3 separate regions of the Mus musculus genome follow, and regions 1 and 3 are each linked to region 2. The links are chromatin contacts, called in public HiChIP or PLAC-seq and promoter capture Hi-C maps. All regions are on one chromosome and are shown on one strand. Each heading gives the region's core, a stretch centred on a gene start, on an enhancer-like site or on the middle of the called end of the contact. The rest is flanking DNA. Distances are from core to core; before and after follow the strand shown. Region 1 holds the start of Helz2 (helicase with zinc finger 2, transcriptional coactivator). Region 2 holds the start of Gid8 (GID complex subunit 8). Region 3 holds the start of Prpf6 (pre-mRNA splicing factor 6).

The links. Promoter capture Hi-C pulls out the DNA fragments that hold promoters and counts their contacts. HiChIP or PLAC-seq counts read pairs in DNA pulled down with a chosen protein or histone mark.
Region 1: a contact with region 2 is called in an H3K27ac HiChIP or PLAC-seq map of bone marrow-derived dendritic cells, with 10 times the contacts expected there. The contact joins the promoter of Helz2 here to the promoter of Gid8 in region 2. A contact is called at or near these places in 1 of 39 promoter capture datasets (macrophages) and 4 of 115 datasets of contacts at active chromatin or transcription factors (bone marrow-derived dendritic cells, extraembryonic endoderm stem cells, memory CD8 T cells and 1 more).
Region 3: a contact with region 2 is called in a promoter capture Hi-C map of liver, with 3 times the contacts expected there. The contact joins the promoter of Prpf6 here to the promoter of Gid8 in region 2. A contact is called at or near these places in 4 of 39 promoter capture datasets (liver, neural stem cells and pre-B cells), 2 of 484 Hi-C or Micro-C datasets (embryonic stem cells and muscle stem cells), 2 of 115 datasets of contacts at active chromatin or transcription factors (embryonic stem cells and memory CD8 T cells) and 2 of 9 other capture datasets (adipose tissue and liver).

Annotation. Positions count from the first base shown.
Region 1 is chr2:181,240,675-181,243,374 of GRCm38.p6, reverse strand. Helz2 (helicase with zinc finger 2, transcriptional coactivator) reads left to right here and starts at 1,348. Exons shown (of 19, transcript NM_183162.2): 1 at 1,348-1,409; 2 at 2,304-2,700. The coding sequence starts at 2,377.
Region 2 is chr2:180,708,896-180,711,595 of GRCm38.p6, reverse strand. It overlaps Gid8 (GID complex subunit 8), which reads right to left and starts at 1,370. Exons shown (of 5, transcript NM_001289652.1): 1 at 1,246-1,370. It also overlaps a transcript of Dido1 not described here.
Region 3 is chr2:181,600,062-181,602,761 of GRCm38.p6, reverse strand. Prpf6 (pre-mRNA splicing factor 6) reads right to left here and starts at 1,443. Exons shown (of 21, transcript NM_133701.2): 1 at 1,231-1,443. The coding sequence starts at 1,301.

The DNA of each region.
Region 1 (2,700 bases), core at 99-2,598, 530 kb before region 2:
ATCCTGTTAAGAAAAACCTCTTGAAGAGCTCTTTTTGCTCTCCAGAGATCTCCAGGTAGCTTAACCATCACTAGAGAAAATTCCAAAGAACTGCTATTCCATTCTGCTAGCTCATCTCATGCAGACCAAAAGCCCAGTTTTTAAATTTCCATATCAATTCACTTATTTATTCCAGGTGCTCTTTTGATTATCCTATTAATCAGCGTCCTGTGACCCCAACCTTTTGATTCAGAGACAGCAAACATACATTTTCTCTTAACATTGCAAAAGAATTCAGAGATCTGTCTGCCTTAGTTAAGCCTAGATGACATGCTAGTTTGTTGGGACCCTGCCCTGAAATTATTTCCACCATGCACCGTTTCCATCACGCCTGAGTCTAACCTTGCTCTGTCCTAGGCTGACCTTAAACTCAGGAACCTGCATGCCTTATGCTTTTGTATCTTTGCGACAAGTTGGCTCATTGTGTACCTGTCTCTGTTCCTTTAAATTCATGAAACCCCTCATAATTCATATCGCATCCTTATATTTTTGGATAGTTAAGAAATTATATATTTTCAAATTCCCGTATTTAGAGCTCTTTCCCATAGCCTCAAGGGCTGTCCTGAGGGTTCCAGTGTTTACCATTTTGCAGAGACATAGCCACATCCTCGACTCCTGGACTCTGCTGTTTCTAATTCTCCTGGAGTCATTAATGTTAACAGAGAGGACATTCCTCGAAGGAATGTGAAATATGTACATTATTATACAAACTTGCCTTATGCCCACAGCAGCCATTTGACACTCCTGGAGGCTCACACCAGGACCCTATTCCAAGGGTAGGAACCATGTCACTCTGTCCCCACGGGGGCCATGCCAGGCACAGCATTGACTAAAATTATTAGCGCTTCAAGGAAGAAGTCTAGTGCCTTTTAGGAACAGGTCCTGCCCCAGCATAGAGTTCTCTGTTCCTTGCCTGTCTGGCCCTGCTCCCAAGGACCCTAGCCTTTGGCTATAGCACCCAGAGTAAATTTCCCAAGGCTCTATAGGCAAAGGCTCTCCCACTCCCAAATAGGGGCTTTTTTTTTTTTTTTTTTAATCCTAAAGCCATCTACCCTGGGGCTCATCTTACGGTTCCCACACAAGAGAGTACAGACGTCTAAGTATGAGTAGGGGGAGGGACCGGGAAAGGGCCAGGTTAAATCCTGCTGTGTTGACCTCAAGGGGACTGTGGAGGTGGGGAGTGGGGGAAATCTTCCTAGGGCCAGGGAGCTCCGCCAGGTCTGGGAGGGAGGCTATCACTTGAGGGCGGGGCAGGGGCGGGGCAGGGGGGGCAGTGAGGTAATTTCCGTGCTCTGTCGTCAGAGTTCTGAGTCGCCCCAGGGGCAGAAACGAAACTGATCGCTACTCTTAAGTCGATGCTGGTGCACTGGGTGAGTATGGGGTGGTGGCTGGGGACTGGAGGGGCCACCTAGAGAGGTGTGAAGACCACCCCTTTGCCTGCAAATGGGCAAGATCAGTGGCCTCAGACAGACCCTAGCATCGGACAACTCCATGGACCCCTCTTCCTGCTTCTCCAGCTGCCGGGTATGGGGTTCTAGCTCTGACGACTTAGAAAACTCCACAGAGGAGTGCAGGGAGGGACTGCAGGCTTTGCCTGTTGCTCATTCTTTCCATTTAAAACATAATCTTTGTACCTCAACGATTGCCTTGAAAGTTTAGAGGGCTAGGGTATAGGTCAGTAATAGATTATTTGCTTGGCATGTATGAGTGAGAGAGAGAGAGAGAGAGAGAGAGAGAGAGAGAGAGAGAGAGAGAGAGAGATATGACCTGACTAGGTGTTTCAGGGAGCTAGCTGTTCTCTCGCCCATCCTTGCTGGGTGGTGGTACTAACTAAGACTCTGGGCTCTGGGCATTGCCTCTCCTTCTGGCATCTCTATGGGAGCTCTGAGGAGGGCTATCCAACCTGGGTAGAGCGGAATTTCTACAAGGCTGTGTCCTCCCCTTCAGAGGCTCCTGTTGCCAAGTCCAGGTGGGCTATAGTAGTCCCAGCAGTCAACTAGCAGGTCTCAAGAAAGGGGGTACTCTCTTCAGACGGCCAGGAGCCCCAGAGTTACCAGATGGAGGATTCTGAGGCCTCCCAACTCTTTTTTTTTTCCAGCAGCCACTTGGGCAGGACTTGGAGAGGCCTTTCAGGAGGAAAGGTTGAGTTAGAGTTCCCCCAACAAGCCAAGACTGGGCAGAAGTCTCTGTCCTACACCCGACAGAGGTGTAGGTCCTTCTTGACCTTGGGCTGACTTGCTTCTCTTGTCCTATCACCTCTCCAGGGCTGACGGTTTCAGTACAGCAGCTGCCCAGAAGCCTGGCTCACAATCCTGAAGGACCTGGCCTTTGTCCGAGATGGCATCCGTGGGTTGCAGTCTGAGGTCGGCCAGCACATCCGCCACCAACGGGCCATCCTTAGCCGGACTCTGTGCTAAGGTAGACCTTTACCTGGGCTGCTCCCGCTGCACCCAGTGCCTCAATGAGAGTACCTACATTCTGCGTGAGGTAGAGCACACCTGCCCCAGGGAGATCTTGCTGGCCCGCTTCAAGCAAGCAGCAGAGAGCAAGATCTGGCGTAAGGTGGGCCGCAGGCCTAGCTTCCCAACGCCTATGCGCTATCAAGTCTGTCACTACTATAGGCCAGGGTTGGGCTGTAGGCGTCACTGGAATAGATGCACC
Region 2 (2,700 bases), core at 121-2,620:
CACTGCAAAGGACCAGCTAATTTGTTTTACTATGTCATAAAATTGAAAGGTGGCTCTGGTTTCTGGTTTGACAATGGAATGCATACTGGATGGAAAGAGCTTAGCAGTCCAACAAAGAGATATCCTACTGCTGGTATAGTGGACATCAGAAGAGAAGCCAAGATCAAGCTTTGACCTCCAAATTAACTAATGGCAGCTGTTGCTGGACTGAATATGAAGGGACAAGAGAAAAGAAAGAAGCACGGACAGACTGCCATGTCAAGTGTCAGGCCTTAGAAATGAGAGCATGGCAACGTGGGAGAGATGCAAGTAAAACAGGTTGGAGGAGCAGGGCAAGTCTGGTGCAGAGGACTCTGGCAGTTAGGTGTGGTAGGCCTCTGGATTACAGGTCATGGGGACCCACGCTAAAAACAGTAATTTGGGAAACACGCATATACACATACTGTGGGAAAGATATTTAAACAAGAGTCTTTTAAAAAGATATTAAGTTTAAAAAAACATTACGATTCCAAAGCCCATTTGTGGAGAGTTTGCGCAGTGAATGCTATAGAGACTTCGAATTTGGGGCATGCCAGGATTTCTAGTTCTGGCGGACTTGAAGATCCCAGCAGCCCAAAAGGTAGTAGTAGTATGGAGGAGGCGGGAAGTGAAACTAAACCGGGTTGATGCCGCTCCATGCCACAGGATGACAGCAGAATTCACCGATTCGACTTTTATTCAGAAGTAAGGTAAAGATCAGTGTTGGAAAAATGTTCCCCAAGAAGGTCCTTGCCTCTCGATTTCCACTCGGCGCCGGGAAAGGTTATCAAGCAAGGCTAAGGACAGAGACGGGGGCAGTGTTTCTGTAGGACTCAGAGGTCCCAAAATTCAGCGGTTACACAGTCGCCGGGGATGCAGCCTAAGCCCCGAGGATGACTTTTAGCGCAGTAGCTGCGTCTTCACCTTTCCGCTGTCCCCTTCACCGCGCCTTTAATGGCAGAGACGTGCGAACATTTGCAGTAACTATTCGGGTCCCGGCAGCACCCGGACTAACAGCGCGGCCTCCAGTCCTCCCGCTCCGGGGCCCGGCCGTGGAGGGCAGAACTGACCGCCCCGATCCCCGCTCTTGCCTTGGGCTTCGGATACCCTGGGCAGGGCAGCCTGTCGGGCACAGACCCCCGACCTCTGACCTCCGCGCCTCGGTCCACCCCGGAGCCCCGCGGAGACGCTCGGCACGGCCGTCAGGGCCCGCTGCGGCCATCTTACCGTGCGGATCCCGCCTCCCGTGCGACAGTGTCTGGGTGGCGGCTCCGCGGCCGCTCCCGGGGCCGGGGAGGGGCGGCAGAGACTGCGGAGATAGAGGAGGCGGAGGCGGCGGCGGCGGCGGGGGCGGGGGCGGGGCGCGGAGCGGAGGTAGCTACACCGGCGTCGGCCCCTCAGACACCTCTCGCGAGATCGTAAGATTTCGAGATGCGAACTGGCAACCAATGGAATCCTCTCGCGAATCGACCGCCCGGGCGGTCGCCGGAAACCAGGGTCTCAACTTCCGTTTTTGCGCAGAACTCTTCGGCAGGGCTCTGGCTCTACGGGTTGGCGCGAGAGTCAAAAGGCTCGCATCGCTTTTGCGCAAGATGGCTGCTGCGGGGGCATTCGCGTACTGAGTGCTAGCGCGGGGATGGAGACGTGTAGACTGAGTTCGAAACGAAGGTCCCAGCTCTTTTCTTGTTTTTGTGTGTGTGAAGTGGGGGTGGGGCGAGTAATAGGTGTGTGTGAACACCGGAGTGCGCGAGATGAGGAGGGCATTCCCCGGCTTGTAGTCCGCCAGGCTCTAGTCCCAAAGACAAGGCCTCCGGATGTGAGCGAGCTCCTAGGATTTATTCCGGGAACGTTGTAATCGAGGCCTGATCAGCGTCAGAACGGCCCTGCCTAGAGCGATCTTTGTGGCCACGCTGGAGAGCGGACTGCGGAGACTGTTGTTCCCTCGTTTCTGGGCACTAATAAAGGTGACTCCCTAGTGCTGGGGTTCTCAGGGACATGCACGAAGTTAATCCCTACTTCTAAGGCAATCATCGAAGCAGAGCGGATCCATGCTTCAGAAGTGCTCACAGTGGGGACCCCTCCGCCGAGGGTACTCCCTACTTCTGGGCGCTCACAGTGAGTGTCTTTTTTCTTAGCGGCGTATGGTGTGGACCCAGCTCTGAACTTCGGCGGAGGGGATTTCTGCCGCCGGAGAAGGGACCCCTATTCCTCCCAACCCCGAATCCTGTTTACCCAATGCCTTGTTATGGGTTAGATATTCCGGTAAGGGATGGGGGAAGTTGGAGGCTCTTTAACACTGCCGGATAGGAACGGTTAAATGGGTATTTGCATATTTATGTGTCCATTGTCTACCGGAGGTGAATGCAAATTCAGTCATTGTAATGTAAAGAAATTCTGGAATGCTTCTGGAAGGAATGTTGGTCCGTCCGCCCTGAGATGTTTGGGTGTGCTTGTTTAAAGATGAACTGTCCAGGGAAAGCAACTTCTCATTGAGTCACTGAAAATAAGACCAGTTTAGCAGATCTGTCAGACACAATGACCACAGTGGCAGTCTCTTAACTCCATAGCTCTACCCGAAGCTATCCAGGTTGGTATCGACAAACTTTGTAGCACTTACTTTAACTCTGGGTAAAGTTGGATTATCAACTCAAACTTGTGCAAGGGAAGAGGCTGGTATCATGA
Region 3 (2,700 bases), core at 194-2,693, 890 kb before region 2:
TCTCTAATCCCTTTTATATTCTTTAAAGAGGTTGGGCAAGACATTGGAATCAAACCCAGGGCTTTGTCAGTACTGCTCAGCTACATCTTCAGCTGCCCTTTTAAACTATTTATTTATTTAGTGTGTGCGTGTGACCTGACATATCTGTAGAAGTCAGAAGACAATTTCAGAGAATCAGTTCTCTCCTCCTACCTCGTGAATTCTGGGAACTCAAACTCAGGGTTGACAGAGCCTTTACCCTCTGAGCCACTTCACCAGCCACCTACTTGCCTTTTTATGTGCCTATACCAAATTCCACGTTTTTCCTTTACTCCCCCAAAATCTGACACTTCGTAAACCCAACTAAAATGCCACACTGCTGAATATCTCTTGACTTCTGTCCTACTTTTTGTGCTTATTTATACCAATACCGAACTTGTCTTGTGAACTGCAAGTCTTCTGAAAACGGCTGTGAATGCCTCCCTTCTCCTACCATTACCAAGGAAGACTTATGTTTCCCTAATCAAATGCATAAAAAGTAGGAAAAATACTATTCATCTACCCAACACCTTATGACTAGTGGCACTGCCATCTCTGTCCAGACGGCTGAGAATTTGAACAGGTGACCTACAGCCACACATCCTAGAGAAAAATGTTTAAGGGAAGAAAGGTATAGCACACTCTTACTGTATACATCAAAGACTCAACTGCTTCTTACAGCCAACTCGCTTACGGATATTACTTCAGACACCAAGACACTGAGATTCAGACCCCTCAGTCATATCTTAGAGTGGTAGTCAGGCCTCATGAACCTACATATTTCGACACATACATACATACATGCATACCCACTTTGTCGGAAAGGCATTATGCCAAATTACCTAGTTGTGGCGGTGAAAGTTAACCTTGTTTTTGAGACAAGGTTTCGTTAAGTAATTCTAGCTGTCCTGAAACTCGCTGTGTAGCCCTGGCTGTTTTGTAATTCGCTATGTAGACGAGGCTGGTCTCTTAACTTAAAAACGAAGGCCTCTGCCCCTGCCCCATCCCATCCCACCCACCCCCCACAACAATGCTGGGGTTAGAGACGTGCGCCACTAGCTCCAGCCCCTGGTTTTTTGTTTTATTTTGAGACGCGGTCTCTCTAGCTCTAGTGGCTGCTAGTCCAGAATCGTTCTCAAATAGGCCAAGAGCGAGCTGTGTTCCAGGGCACCAGGCACCCTACCCGGGGCAAACTCCCCCCCACTGCCTTACCCCCTGCCCAGCCCGGGTACGTAGCCCAGCGGCGCAGGCATGCCCAGGAACGGCTTCTTCTTCTTGTTCATGGCGGTGTTATTGACCGAAACACAGAAAAGCAGGGGAGCAAGTATACGACAGAAGACTCAGAGTCCTCCGGGTGTCGCAGCAGTAAGAGATGCAGGCACTACGTCACCCGCGCACCGGAAGTAGAGAGCTGGGTCACGGAAAGCCCCGCCCACCTAGAGCTTCGGGCGGAAGTCAAAGATGTGGGTTTGCAAAGTGTTTCCGGCCAGCGCTGTGTGCAGTGTTTGTTGCGGGAAGACGCGCGTGCGCGTGACGGTATTCGGTATCGCGCCACAAGGACGTGGGTTCGATTTTCATGCCAGCCTTGACGCGGAGCCGGAACGCATTAGTCCTGTTCAGGAGCGTTCCGGTGCAAGCAAGGCTGCGAAGCCACTTAGTTCAACCACCATAACCACTTCAGACTAGCCTTACTGTACTGAACCGTATGCGGCCACCGACGGTCCAGACTACGCCATCAGATCCGGGACCACTCCAACCCCCGCGCGCCTTCTGAGGACAGATGTATAGTGCACTCAACAGTGTGTGGGCCAGCGTCACAAGCTTGGGAGTGATTGTGTGCCCAGTGGCTTGAGTGGACTCACACCACTCTACTTTGCACAGATATTTTCTGTGTGCAGCTCCTCCCGAAACACAATGCCAGTCCCACCTGTTGTGTAATAATAGCTTCAGGCCGTGAATTAGGCTGTACAGGGCATTAACCCCACGCTATAAAAAGTTGCTTAGCCTCGGCGATGTCTACCTGCAGAAGCAGTATGCCACCCCTGGGAAACAACCCTGCTCCGAGTTAAACCTCAAAAATAGCTGTAAACTCCTGGTAGCTACTCTGTGTGTATGTCCCAGCCCTTTTAGGTTAGGGGCCCTCAGTGTTTAAATAAAGCAGTCTCAGCCCGTTGAGACAGTCTGCCTCTCAGCCTCACTTGTCTTACACCTCCTACACATGGGGAGAGCACCAGACTCTAGGGCCGACAGGAAAAACTGCAAGTTGTGCAGCCTGGACTCTGCTGGATCAGACAACCAGGCCTCTACAGCCAATGCTTTTCAGTGAGGTACTAAAGCAGTCCTGGCTCCCTAGACAGGTTTTTAGGGAGGAGCAGGATTGAGTCTGTGAACACTGACCCACAGGGAACTGTGCCTGACAGAGGGGCTTCACAGAGATAGGAGTATTGCCTGAAGTTCAAAGCAAAGTGGTCCGTAAATGAGGGTCAGCAAATACTCCAGTAAAGAATGAGCTAGTAGCTGACTCAGACAGATACAGACACCAACAGCCAAGCAGTGGATTGAGCTTGAGGATTCTTATGGAAGAACAGGGGAAAGGATTGTGGGTCCTGAAGGGGATAGGAACTCCACAGGAAGACCAACAGAGTCAACTAACCTGGACCCTTGGAGCTCTCAGAGTCTGAA